Regions from separate parts of the Zea mays genome. Here region 2 is linked to region 1. A link is a contact called in public Hi-C data. All regions are on one chromosome and are shown on one strand. The core of a region is the stretch at or near the end of the contact, and the rest is flanking DNA. Distances in the headings are between cores, read along the strand shown.

Region 1 (7,186 bases), core at 1,866-4,365:
TGATCTGGGCATGGCTTGGTGATGTCCCATCGTACTGACGTAGCTCGATAGTACTAGGTCGGCTCATCCTTTCAGTACAGGTGTTCGCCCCAGAGCCGACTATCATCTTGCTGGGTTGCTCAGCGAGTAGTTACTCGACAGTATTTGTTCGATGGGCGAATAAGTTGGCTTTGGTGAGCTGTCATCGAGAGGCCTTTTGGATCTTCACGCCGAGACAATAATTGGCAGGTGGGCCGGCCGGTTAGTGGGCCGTTTTTTGGAGGCTTTTATGCCTTCTTTGGGTACCTTATTCTCAGATAACCGACTACATATATGTATGTGTCCACGTCGCGTTTTAAATGCAAAAGTTTCATAGTAAACGCTTCCGGTTCACGTAGCATGCATAAACCGACTAATCGATCGGCTCGATCGATCTACCACCAGTAATCACCAAAGTGGTCAGCGCTTGACATGGTTTACTACAGGATTTGCACGGCAATTCGTTGGGCGGCCGGCCAACCTTCCTTATATATGTTCTGTCGTTAGACATGCTGTACTGATCCTTTTTCCTAGTAGAAAAAAAAAACAGATGCGTCATGCACGACTGCCGTGCATACCGTGTCGTCTAACAGAAGGAAATCCTCCCCTACCCTGCTCACAAGAAAGCTAGAAACAGTCCAAGTGACCGAACATTAGTCCTCGTCGTCTCCTCGAGCTTCAGAACAGTTTGCAAAATTTCTTCAGTAGCGGAACAGGTTAAAGTATATATATATGCAGTAGCGGAGCGGCGTGTCGTAGAAACAACTGGTCAACTTCTGTGAGTCAGGGCGGGCCCTCAATTTTCATGATCTTGCGTACTAAAAAAATTGAAGGTTTAGATAGGCTAAAATAACCTTGTTCTGGGTCTGGCCTAGTTCTTTCGACTCTCGTCCTTCTAATCGGTCTAATCCTCACATCTATTTATTTAGTCTCATTCTTCTCGATGGTGTCAGAGCCAGAGGCGGACCTAAGGATGGTAAAGTGGGTGATGTCCCTCTTCAAATTTTTTATACCCTCTTATTATACCTAATGTTTAGTTACTGTAAAGTATATAAAAAATTGAAGATTTGGGTAGGCTAAAATTGCCCTGTTCCGGTCTTGCATCTATTCAATCGAGTCCATTTTTTCTGACGCCACCGGAGCCAATCCACCCTGATGCCGCGTTCCCGCCTCCCAATAACGCTCGACGCCGCCTGACCTCGCCCCCTTTCCAGCATCCTGGCTCTCTCAGCCGGGGAGACGTCGCCTGACCCTATCTCTTTCTCGGTGTCCCGCTCTTCGAGGAGATCGACATTCGACAATATACGCACGACTTGTATTAGATCGGGAAGAACTTAATTAGTTGTATTGTTTACTTCTTTTTTCATATAATTTTTGCTCTTTTGAATTTGTGTGTGTGTTGTATTGATACTACATACATATGGAATTTGAATTTCATGTAATAGTAGCTTTTACAGTCTTTTGCTTGATTTTATAATGTAGTTTTTATAAACTTTTCCTCCCTAGCTAGTAGTAGTAGTAGCTAGTGGCCAAACGCACGGTAGGTGAAACCTGTGCGGAGACCTTCCTTCCCCGGCCGGGGAGAAACCACGTACGGGAGGCGTTTTTCAGTGGGGCGAAGAATAGTTTTCCTACGACGACTGGATACCTCTCTCTCTGCTGCGTGCGCCTTGAACATACACCAGCAGCTAGCGTACGTTCTGTTCTGTTCTGTTCTGAAATAAATGCCGGGTTAACTGGTCAAAGGCATACCAAAAAATAAAAATGTGCTAGAAAACGACTGGAACGGGAAGAAACATGCAAGTGTGAAGCAGACCGACGCATGAATGCACGCAGCGCTTGCTTGCTTCCAGGAACGTACTAATTAACCAGGTCAGTCGTCGTCAGACGGTTTGACTGACCATCGTCCATGCATGAACTCGCCCTAGCTAGCTAGCTCTAGCTGGGACTGCTGGGCCGGCTCTTGATTCATGAGAAGCGAATGAAGACCTCGTCAGATGCATGTTTGACCCGGAGCATGCAGCTAGTAGCTGCTATACGACGGCGGTTGTTGGACACAGTTGAAACAGATGGAGCAAAGAATGAGACGGGACGAAGAGAATAATTAATAATGCCAGTACGTACGTAGTAGGTAATAACTGGTGAGTGATGCATCGATCATATATATCAGAGACGAGCTAGCCAACTAGCAAAGCCATGTGGTAAACAAGCTTAAGCTGAACCGGCCGCTGAACTTGCGTGACCTAAGCAGAACTTGTTGACCTAGCTAGGAGAAGCTGTTTGGTTTGATCCAAACAACAACAAAGACGACCTCACACCAATGCAAATTAACTAGCTAGCTAGTGGACGGTACTAATAACTACTGATAGTTTCTTCAACGTGCGTGAGTGAGAGAACGTTCTGGCCAAGATCGAGAAAAAAAGTCTTTGGATTGTTACGATGATGCATGCAGGCAAAATAATAACAAGACAATATATATAATGCAGGTTTATAATTCAGTGTCATGAACGAAGCGTACTATTCCAACCGCTTCAAGCAGTCTCCCAGCTAGCATTCCAGATCCATGAATCATGCCTCTCTTCATCTTCTTCTTATTCTTTCTGAGGTTTGTATGGCCGGCCTTGTTCGGTTACATAAGGGTCGATCGGAGGGGATCCTTCTGTTAGATTTTGACAAACAAGGGATCCAAATCCAATCCATCCCCTTCTAATTAACCGAACAAGAAGTTGCTCTAGCTAGTTTTCATATATGCGCCTCAGTTTTGGCAATATCAAAGGCAATGAAAAAAGGCCAGTTCGTCGTCTCAAAAGAATGCAATAATCCTAGCTAGCTAGTGCCACTTTCAGCAGGTTTCCAGTTTTTTCCCCCCCACCGAACCGAGCTCTAGAGGTGAAGAGTGTTGAGCAAAAGTATATAGGCAGGCAAAATGGCACTTGCGGTATATATCGTGGGTAAGAATCGAATTCTTGGACCAGCTCTCGAGCAGATCGATTTATATATAAAAAAAAACAAAGATATGATTTGACCGCACTAGCTAGCTAGGCACGTATGGATCGATCGCACAGCGCGTCACGACCACAAAGAACAATACGCATGATTTGACCGCACTAGCTAGCTCTAGGCACGTTCTCATCTGCGAAAAGGGGGGAAAATAAAACCCTCGTGGAAAAACGTTTTTTTTTTTTGTGTGGTAAAGACTTTTTTTAAATTTGGTGTCTTCAGCGAGTAGCTTGACGCACGCATTTGCATATCACCACACGTGACAACGACGATGCTAGCTGCGCGCGGCAGGAGAAGTTGGACAGACAGATAAGCACGTGTTGGCACAACACAATAAGTCGGCAACAAAATCAGAGCGCACAAACCGGCTGATAGATCAATCACACGTACGGTGATGTGTACATGCACTTGCTGCGAGTAGTGTACGTAGTTCCGAAGCAGCACTACTGTGATGTGATGAGATGAGATGATTAATTGTTCGTAGATCTTTTGGTTGCTGGGTCATTGGGTGGCCATACCCATATGTCTGCTGCGTTTGCCGCGCATGCAGCAGCGCGTCGATGACGAACGAACGTCCTCTTGATGGGATATGTGCTGATGCTACGTATATCCGTTTGTGGTTTGCTGCCTAAAAAGTAGCTAGCTAGCTAGTCGTCAAATTTTACTCCCGCACGTAACTGTTTCAAGCTATGAAGTTTTGTGCTAATATCATTGTGCATGTGCGCGCTCATATCTCTCTGTATCTACTATGTGCCCATACAATGCCACAAGACCGGGAGCGTACATAGAGAGTGACGTATAGGCTACAAATATATTTTTTGTTTATTTCTAAACACTATAAGGTACGTGTGGTCTAATAGTTAGCCCTTAATTTTTGGAGCACTATTTTTACGGGCGCTGGATATGGGTAGGGTGAAGCCGTGGTAGCATGAGGTGTCCACATTAGGTTCTTAATAGAGTAGTATAGATATCTAATATACATGGGTTGATCATAGTAGAATAAAGTAAACATTGTTTTTGTCGCATATGAAGATATACTAGTCGGTTGCCTATGCGTTGCGACGGCTCACAACAATACCCACGTAAACTATCCACCAAAAAGATATCAAGATTTTTTATTGATTGTCTCCGCTCTTTGCTTAATATTATTATTTTTTATTTGCCTAACTGATGTTGTTGTTTACTCCATCCAATATGTCTTGGTACAGGACGACCAATGAAGTGAGCGATTAGAGGAGAGTTCACAACGCCTGACTGAACGAACATAGATTATAGAATGACCTAATTCCACCATACATAGACTAAATAAGAGGAAGTTTATGAGCTCAAGTTTCTAAAATAAGTCACATGAACTCAAACTTATAAAAAAGATAGATCAAAATATGAAGTGATTGCTAAAGTCAGATATCAATAAAAACTGGATGCGCTCCATACAAATTATGGTACTTCGTAGCAATTACTAACGTTAAAACCAACAAATAACTTTTCCTTTTAGTGTTAGCGTGAAAAATCATTGCTGCTCCATCCAATTCAGCAACCTCAAACACCATGCAGTCCATTGCGTCAATGTGGTCTCAGAAGCGACCTAATGCATGCAACAACCAAGAACACAAGGGACGAGAACCCTGTGGTAGTGCCCACATGGATCTCCAAATCATAACATATATTTTGCAGGATCCATGAGCCATCATCAGAAGAACACAAACCATGTGCAGACAATAAATAAAGTATTAACATACCCAAATTATGTTAAGTCTTAGTGCAAGAAAAAACTAACACCCAAAACAATAGAGGAACAACACAATAATTATTGCAATGACAGACGAATAGGTGACAAGTACATAGAAGTGGTAGAACCATACCGATTCGACACCGTGGTAAGGGAAAGACCATGTAGACATGCGATGCCGAGCCATCAAACGGGTACCATAGGCAGCAAATCAGGGACCCTCATCCCTTGCCTCCCCCAATTCCAAGGATTCGTAGAGCATGAAGGGAAGGGGCGAGCATACATGTTCGTTGCTGAAGATGGACACGACGAAGACATGGGCATCTGGAAGCGACATAGGTAGTATACCGCTAGATACATATAGGGAGAGAGCACGCAAGCGGAGAAAGAAGCCCAGCCAGAGCAGCTCCAAACCAAGAGGCACCTACACTAGGCGTTAGTCCGAGAAGGGCGAGAGAATGCTAGTGTCTTCCAAGCCCTGGACCCACCGAGGCGACACAACACCACCACCAATTCTGTAGCATATGCCGACTGCTGCCACGATACGAGTCGTGGTTGTCCAATATCTCAGACCTGGACTCCTCATCGCCATGATAACCTGTGTGGCAGGCGCCACCGTGTCCTCCTCGGCGGCACGCACGGAGAAAGGCTACGACAAGATCGACTCACCACGTACCCGTGTCGATGAGCGTCGGTCGGCTCACAGCTGTGACCGTGGGTGGGGGCAGTAAGTTGGGGAGGAAGAACAGGGCGAATGCCACATCCGACGATGGTGAAAACGATGGTGTGCGCATGCTGTGAAACATTCTCGTGGACGTGCAATAGCCACTGCGTTGGTCGGTGTCGGGGCTGGTGTCGGACGAATACGGGGAGGATGCGCCTGCTCCCATGTTCTCTACCGAGAATTGGGTGGCGCGGAGGCTGATGCATGAGGGGAGAGAGAAAAGAAGCAGGATGGAGAACGAGGTGGCAGCAACTGAGGCGGAGACCATCATTATCGTGCGGAGGTATAGATGACTAAATGGGCTATGTCTGGCGGGCCGGCCCGAGGCACGACCCATTTAATTGTGCCTGGGCCAGCTGAAACGAGCGCCATTCCGTGCTTGGGTCGTAGCCTCGGCCTGTAGTGCTGGCCCGGCCCGGCACGATTATATTTTTTATTTTAAAAAAATTGTATATACATATGTACAATTTATATTCAGTATTAAAAATACCTATGCTGGTTAGACAGCTTCATCTAGTGTCTCCCACCCTTCTTCCATTATTAGGGCGTGGGTTGTAAGTTGTAACCCCACCTCATACACCGCTTTTTAATATTTTACGCTGATTTAACCAAATGACCATCTATATGCGGAGGTGTGGTTTGGGACGTGGAGGTTGGCTGCGCGAAGGGCACAACAGGACTGTACAGCATTTTCGGCGCCCCCACTATTTTCGGCGGCCGGGGGAGGGCCACCGAAAATAAGGTGGTATTTTCGACGGTCTAACACAGCCGCCGAAAATAGGTCTATTTTCGGCGGCCTCTGACACAGCCGCTGAAAATAGTGTGTTATTTTCGGTGGTCCAACCCTAGCCGCCGAAAATAGGGTTTTTAAAAACCGTCGGGTCCCTTCTTCTCCATTGTTTCTCTCCTCTCTCTCACCCGAACACAATGCCGCCGCCCCACGCTCGCCACCTCCGCCGCCCGCGCCCGCCTCTACGCGTGCCGCCCGCGCGTCGCCGTCCGTCCCCGCGCTGCTCGCCCGTCGACCCGCCACTCCGAGCCGCCGCCACTCCGCCGTCGTCGTCGAGCCGCCGCCGCATCGAGAGAAGGTAATTTTTTTGCGTATTTTATTCCTTATTTTCGGCGGTTGTTATTTAGGTGCCACCGAAAGTATTATATATTTGTAATTGTGTTTGTTTGATTACTGTTTGTGATTAGTATTATTGTTTAATTTGATTTCATTAATGTATTAGTGAATATGTGATTTAGAGATTAGGGGCATATTGTATTTAGGCATTAATTTCATATTAATATGTTGTACTATTATATTATTAGCTTTAATAGTATATTATATTGGTATATAGAATAGTTGCATAATTAGTGTATGTGGTACTTAGTTTGATTTGATTAATATTATATCATTGTTTGTTTTGTATATAAGTAATATTATTTAGTGGCAGCTGAAAGTCGCCTAGAGGGGGGGGGGTGAATAGGGCGAATCTTAAATTTATAAACTTAAGCACAACTACAAGCCAGGTTAGCGTTAGAAATATAAACGAGTCCGAGGGAGAGGGCGCAAAACAAATCGTGAGCAAATAAAGAGCGAGACACGATGATTTGTTTTACCGAGGTTCGATTCTTGCAAACCTACTCCCCGTTGAGGTGGTCACAAAGACCGGGTCTCTTTCAACCGTTTCCCTCTCTCAAACGGTCACTTAGACCGAGTGAGCTTCTCT
Region 2 (7,186 bases), core at 3,299-5,798, 110 kb after region 1:
CATGCATGAGCAGATAGCTACTCGCCCACCATCCGCTCAGCGCCTGCACGCGTGGTAACACCCTCATCGGATGTTTCCCGTTTTTTTACAATTTAGCCCTTTTGTGTTTTTTTGCACAGATATGTCCTTTGCAGTTTCATTTCAAAAAATGGACCCCAACCTCGGCACCATCATCATTGGCGTCGAGCTAACGCAAAGCGGTGACAATAAAATTGGTGCCAAATAGGCCTACGTGGCAGGCAGGCGTGGTAGGGGTTTTGGGTCGGCACCATAGATTTTAGCGTCGATCCCTGAACGGCGCTGACACGTGTCAGGGGGTCGGTGTCAAGATCTATGACGCCGACCCCCTTTAAACTGGCGCCTAGCAATTTTCTCAATCTCTTCTTCCTCATCATCTCCGCCCACGCCGTGCCGCCTCCTCCTCCTCCGCCCCACGCCGCGCCGCCTCAGCGCCCGTCGTGCCTCCCCAGCCGCACCCGGTCAGCCCGACCGCCTCTCCCTCCGCCGCCTATCCCTTCGCCGCCTCTCCCTCTGCCCCACTCCCCACCGCCCCGCGCTGCCCATTCATCGGGCCGCCGCCGCCGCGCCCGGCCTGCCCAGCCGAGGTCGCCCCGCCCCCAGCCGTCGAGGTATTAAATTTGCCATTTTAAGTATAATTAGTTATTTGTTATTAATTAATAGTTATTTAGTAGTTAGTTATTAGGTTGTTAGTATTTAGTTATTAGTATCTAGCTAGTTATTAGTGGGTTGTGGTTAGACAATAACCATCCATAGTGGACATTGAATGTTTAATTCGTGCTCCAAATAGAAGGGCAATTTTTTGAGTTTATATCATGGAGGCAATGTGGAAGAAGATCCCTATGGAAATGTCAAGTTCATTGACATGCGACACGTTCCCATGCTATTCGTTGGTAGACCATCCTTAAGTGATGTGTTTACTAAGGCTAAACAAAAGCTAGGTTACCATGAAGATGATGACATTGCGGTTGACAGAGTGCTTAACATTGGTCATCCACCAAATGTCATAAGACGAGTCATCCCAATTGATTCTCAACTGGATTGGGAGAATTATGTTACTTCGATTATGAATACCCAGTTGCAACTCATGGAGGTTGTGGTGTGGCAGGTTGTAGTAGACCGCCCCCCGAAGACTATGATCGTGTTGTGGATGACGTGCCAGCTGTGCCTGATGCTCAATCTAGCCCCAATTTGATCCCATTAAGTCAGCCAGGAGATGACCTGCAGATAGATTCACTTGGGTGTATCCCTTTGGCACAGACGAATTGTAGTAAGTTTCATTGGCATCACATCTTCTTTTTGGACCACGAGCACTTTGTTCATTCCATTGTCGTGGGACTGATGATCTTGTAAATCGGTAAATGTTGCAGGAGAGACCGCTGCTCTTGTGGTTGATCCTCAGACCGTGGCATGTGGTTGCTTCGGTGATAGATTTATTGCCTCGAACAGTCCTGAGTTTAGGAATGAAGAGGAGCCATATGCCTTTGATATGGCTGCTGATTTAGATGATGATCGTCCGGTTGGTGAACTCACAGAGTGATATTGAGATGTTGAAACGTGTTTTTCCAGACGACCGGGATCCAAGAGTGCATGAGTTCAGCGATCTTAGTCTTTCTCATCAGGCAAATGCAGAAGGAAGGGATGATGTGCTGCTAGATGCTCCTGAGGTCGGTCCTAGCATGATGATTGAAAAGGGTAGGGTCTTCAAGGACCTGCCTGCCTTGTAGAGGTGGTTGCAGCATTATGCAGTCTTACGTAAGAGGCCGTATAGAGTACTTCATTCGTACGAGAAACGTCGTTACACGGTTGTATGCGACAAGGATAACTGTGCATGGAGGGTCTATGCTATGATACAAAAGATCACCGCAAAGTGGAAGATAACAAAAGTAGTGGGGCTACACACCTGTGTTGAACATGAGTTAACGATGAAACGTCGCCAATTGACATCTACCCTCATTGGGAAGCAGCTTATGGGAATACTGCAGTCGGAATCAAATATGAAGGTTAGGACAATCATGAGGATTATGGAGAATGTGTATGATGGGTATAAGATAACATATGGTAAAGCTTGGATGGCTAAGCAGTGTGCATGGAAGATGATATATGGGGACTGGGAGTCTGGGTACAAGCAACTACCTGTTCTTCTATATGCAATGAAGGCGGTTAATCCAAGCATGCATTATGAGTACATCCCTAAACCAAATGCATGGATTGATGGGAGGCATATATTCTTCCGTGCGTTCTAGTGCTTTCCCCAGTGTGTGGATGCCTTCAGGCATTGTCGTCCTATCTTTTCAATTGATGACATGTTTCTTCTTGGCAAGTACCAGGGCACGCTTCTAATTGCCATATCCGGTGATGCGAACAACAAGCTAGTTCCCCTGGCATTTGCTCTGGTTGAGAAAGAGAACAAAGATAGTTTGGGGTGGTTTTTGCGAATGGTCCGGATACATGTGGTTGGTCCAGGACAGGAAGTTGGTGTAATATCAGATCAGCACCAGGGAATACTCAATGCGGTCCGTGAGCAGATCGATGGGTACCCTCCTTTGCATCACCGCTGGTGTACTCGACACCTTGCTGAGAATCTTCTGCACAAGGATGGTGTGAAGGATAACTTTGAGCTTTTCCAGAAGACATGTCACCAGCTGGAAGACAAGTTCTTTAGGGAAAAGTTAGATAAGCTCAAAGTCGCAACAAATGTCGAAGGCAGAGATTGGTTGACTCGATTGATACCAGATTTGGAGAAGTGGACGAGAGCTCACGACTTAGGTGGATGGAGATATGAGTTCCAATGTAGTAACACGGCCGAGTCATTCAACAAATTATTGTTGGGCATACGTGGTATGCCGGTCACTGCTATAGTATCGTTTACCTTTTGCAACCACCTAATAACTAACTGCTAAATAACTATTAATTAATAACAAAGAACTAATTATACTTAAAATGACAAATTTAATACCTCGACTGCCGGGGGCGGGGCAGGGCGGCCTCGGTCGGGCAGGCCGGGTGCGGAGGCGGTGGGCCGGCGAATGGGCGGCGCGGGCCGACCGGGAGCGGGGCGGAGGGAGAGGCGGCGAAGGGGGAGGCGGTGGAGAGGCGGCCGGGCCGACCGGGTGCGGCGGGGGAGGCGCGGCGTGGGCGGAGATGACGAGGAAGAAGAGACTGAGAAAATTGCTGGACGCCGGTTTAAAGGGGGTCGGCGCCATAGATCTTGCCGCCGACCCCCTGACACGTGTCAACGTCGTTCAGGGGTCGACGCTCACCCCTAAACCTCTGCCACATCCGCCTGCCACGTAGGCATGTTTGGCGGCTTGGCGCCAATGTTAGTTGCGCCGCTTTGCGTTAGCTCGACGCCAATGATGATGACATCGAGGTTGGAGTCCATTTTTAAAAATGAAACTGCAAAGGACATATCTGTGCAAAAAAACACAAAAAATGGCTAAATTGTAAACAAAAAACGGGGATGTTTCCCGCTGGCTTGGCTCGCGCGCTTTGAGTTTCGATCTGACCAGATTCTCGGAACGCAACTAACCAAACAAACACTGGTTTACGGATGGATGGATGTAATTGCAGGTCCAGGGAAACCAACCAAACGACTGATTCTGCACACGTGTGGACGGTCCGTGTCGCTACGGCGAATAATCCGGACAATTTTGATACTCAACAAATGAGACATTATATTGTAAGAGAAAATTACGTGTGGACACAAACATGATCGTAATCGTTGGACTTTGCAAGGAGAGGAGGGTCTTATGTATAACGTATGTGGTTAAGCCGTCACCAACGTCAATGTTTACAGGGTATGAACGTAGACACTATTAAGGCCGGGTTTTTTTTTCCGTGGAAATCGCATTTTCCTTTCCGTGCCCAAATGCAGGCAGAGCCGTTAATCCATCGGAGGCAAGACAAAAGTCGGAGGTCTGGTTCCGTGTCCATACGCAGCAGAGACAGGGCAGCGGAGAGGTGAGCAGCAGCCAGCCAGCCAGCAGGCACGCGCTCACGTCGGACGCGGACACGTACGTTACTACTAGATACGCACCGCGCCGCATACGACACACCGCGTGCGTACAACGGCGGACCCTGTCGAGACGGAGGCCGGCCGGCGGGGCCCCAGCGCCCGAACCGGCCACGGGGGATATTGGGTTGGGCGAAGACGAGGCGAGGAGGATTTGGACTTTTGGAGGAAGCAGCAGCCGCAATGTTTTCCGCGTCAGCCGTCTCTTGACCCCGCGATTTTTCTCCCGTGCTCCGTCACCAAGAGCACACCACACCTCTGTTCCCAGTTTCCCACAACAACCTCGCCCCATTCCGTCCCGTCCCCACCACACTGCTCGGCGGCGGCGGCGCCAGCGCCAGCGACGACGACTAGTAAAACGTAACGCGCGCCCTGACCCAGTCCCGATACGGGCTATAAAGCTCACCGCCCCTCCGTCCCCTCCTCGCAAACGCAACGTCCGTCCCTGGGCCTCCCGTTCCCCGTTCCTCCTCCCTGACTCCCTCCCACGCTGCACCGGCCCCCCTCCGCACAAGCGTTTCGTTCGTTCCTTCGTAACCTCCGTATCAGCAGCTGACGCAAAGAGCTAGAGCTGCCGGTGTGCCGGTCGCCATGCATAACCCCAGGCCGGGCGGCGGGGACATCGTCGAGATGTCGTCGTCCGCCACCGCCGAGGGGCGGGTGATCCCGCACAGCGGCCCGCTGAGCAAGAAGTCGGGCGCCCGGAAGAGCGCGCGGTTCGCGGAGTCCGTGTCGGCGCCGCTGTCCGCGCCGCCGCCGCGCGCCTCCGCCAACAACAACAACAACAACGACGACGACGACTACGTGGAGATCACCCTCGACGTGCGCGACGACTCGGTGGCGGTGCACAGCGTCAAGCCCGCCCACGGCGGCGGCGCCGGCGCCGGCGCCGGCGCGGGCGGCGACGACCCGGACGTGACGCTGCTGGCGCGCACGCTCGAGAGCCGGCGCTCCTCGTCCTACGGCCACTCCGTCATCCGGAACGCCTCGTCGCGGATCAAGCAGGTGTCGCAGGAGCTCCGCCGCATCGCCTCCATCAACCGCCGCGGCGCCGCGGGGCCCCGGATCGACCGCTCCAAGTCCGCCGCCGCGCACGCGCTCAAGGGGCTCAAGTTCATCAGCAAGGCCGAGGGCGCCGCCGGATGGGAGGCCGTCGAGAGGCGCTTCGACAAGCTCGCCGAGAACGGCCTCCTCCACCGGTCCAAGTTCGGCCAGTGCATCGGTGAGTGAGTGCCTGAGTGGTCGGAGCCAGGAGAATTGGTCGAGCGAGCATCTTTCGATCGAGCGTTTCCATCGGCTTTTTGTCTTTGTCGCGTGTTGATTACGATATATGATGGGTATATGAACACCACTGTCTGTCTACAGGGATGAAGGAGCCGGAGTTCGCCGGCGAGCTGTTCGACGCGCTGTCGCGGCGCCGCAACATCTCCGGCGACAGCATCAGCAAGGCGGAGCTGCTCGAGTTCTGGGACCAAATCTCCGACACCAGCTTCGACGGCCGGCTGCAGACGTTCTTCGACATGTACGATTGATTCACTGCATGTTGCTGCTACTAGCCTTTCTCCACCACACACAGCAAGTAATAATACCATCGATCGGTTTGCCCCTGCAGGGTGGACAAGGACGCCGACGGAAGGATCACCGAGGAGGAGGTCAAAGAGGTAACTCCGTCAACAGCCTTTCTCCAGTTGGTTAAGCCGTCGCCGTCGCCGTCGCCGTGGCCCCAAGCTAGAACAGAAATCCAAATAACCAAATGCTTCTTCCTCTCCCGGCCGCAGATCATCACGCTGAGCGCGTCGGCGAACAAGCTTTCGAAGATCACGGATCAGGCGGAGGAGTACGCCCGGCTGATCATGGAGGAGCTGGACCCGGGCAACCTGGGCTACATCGAGCTGTACAACCTGGAGATGCTGCTCCTGCAGGCGCCGAGCCAGTCGGTGCGCATCGGCACGACCAACAGCCGGAACCTGAGCCAGATGCTGAGCCAGAGCCTCCGTCCGACGGCGGAGCCGAACCCTCTCCGGCGGTGGTACCGGCGCGCGCAGTACTTCCTGGAGGACAACTGGCGGCGCGTGTGGGTGATGCTTCTGTGGCTGTGCATCTGCGCGGGGCTGTTCGCCTGGAAGTTCATCCAGTACCGGCAGCGCTACGTGTTCCAGGTGATGGGGTACTGCGTGTGCGTGGCCAAGGGCGGCGCGGAGACGCTCAAGTTCAACATGGCGCTGATCCTGCTCCCGGTGTGCCGGAACACCATCACCTGGATCCGCAACCGCACCGCCGGCGTGGGGCGCGTGGTGCCCTTCGACGACAACCTCAACTTCCACAAGGTGGTGGCGGTGGGCATCGCGGTCGGGGCCGGGCTGCACATCATCTCCCACCTGACGTGCGACTTCCCGCGGCTGCTCCACGCCACGGACGCCGAGTACGCGCCGCTGGGGCAGTACTTCGGGGTGCCCCGCCCGCCCAACTACTGGTGGTTCGTGCGCGGCACGGAGGGGTGGACGGGGCTGGTGATGCTGGTGCTCATGGCCGTGGCGTTCACCCTGGCGACGCCGTGGTTCCGGCGGGGCCGCATCGCGCTGCCTGGCCCGCTGCGGCGGCTGACGGGGTTCAACGCGTTCTGGTACTCGCACCACTGCTTCGTGGTGGTGTACGCGCTGCTGATCGTGCACGGGCACTACCTGTACCTGACGCACAAGTGGTACAAGAAGTCGACGTGGATGTACCTGGCCGTGCCCATGGTGCTGTACGCGTGCGAGCGCCTCACCAGGGCGCTGCGCTCCAGCGTCAGGCCCGTCAGGATCCTCAAGGTGGCCGTGTACCCGGGCAACGTCCTCTCGCTCCACTTCTCCAAGCCGCAGGGCTTCCGCTACAAGAGCGGGCAGTACATCTTCGTCAACTGCGCCGCCGTGTCGCCGTTCCAGTGGTAATTAAGCAAGCATCGTCTTAATTTGTTGAGGTCCATGCTGCTGCTTTAGCTAGACTAGGACTAGCTAGTTTGCTGGGAGGAAGCAAGGCACAGATGCTTGCGCTAATGGCGCTGGATAGATGGATCAACGATGGGATGGCTAAGGTAGACTAGCTAATTTGTTGGTTGCAGGCACCCGTTCTCCATCACGTCGGCCCCGCAGGACGACTACGTGAGCGTCCACA

The links. A called contact is a pair of places that touch in the nucleus more often than the background predicts.
Region 2: a Hi-C map of leaf shows a contact between it and region 1, with 4 times the contacts expected there. The contact joins the promoter of LOC100136880 here to the enhancer-like site in region 1. A contact is called at or near these places in 13 of 25 Hi-C or Micro-C datasets (bundle sheath, ear, leaf and 4 more) and 1 of 3 datasets of contacts at active chromatin or transcription factors (seedling).

What each region holds. Positions count from the first base shown.
Region 1 is chr4:197,775,731-197,782,916 of Zm-B73-REFERENCE-NAM-5.0, forward strand. No RefSeq gene overlaps it. Among protein-coding and RNA genes, the nearest start is that of LOC111591405, 19 kb to the left of the region's middle. Within about 2 kb of position 3,116, at least 11 of the 20 cell types and tissues checked have an H3K27ac peak or open chromatin away from gene starts, as enhancers often do. A contact at or near this core is called in bundle sheath, ear, leaf and 2 more, where this site is marked.
Region 2 is chr4:197,884,879-197,892,064 of Zm-B73-REFERENCE-NAM-5.0, forward strand. LOC100136880 (respiratory burst oxidase-like protein D) reads left to right here and starts at 4,549. Exons shown (of 8, transcript NM_001164287.1): 1 at 4,549-5,255; 2 at 5,399-5,555; 3 at 5,646-5,694; 4 at 5,812-6,959; 5 at 7,134-7,186. The coding sequence starts at 4,625.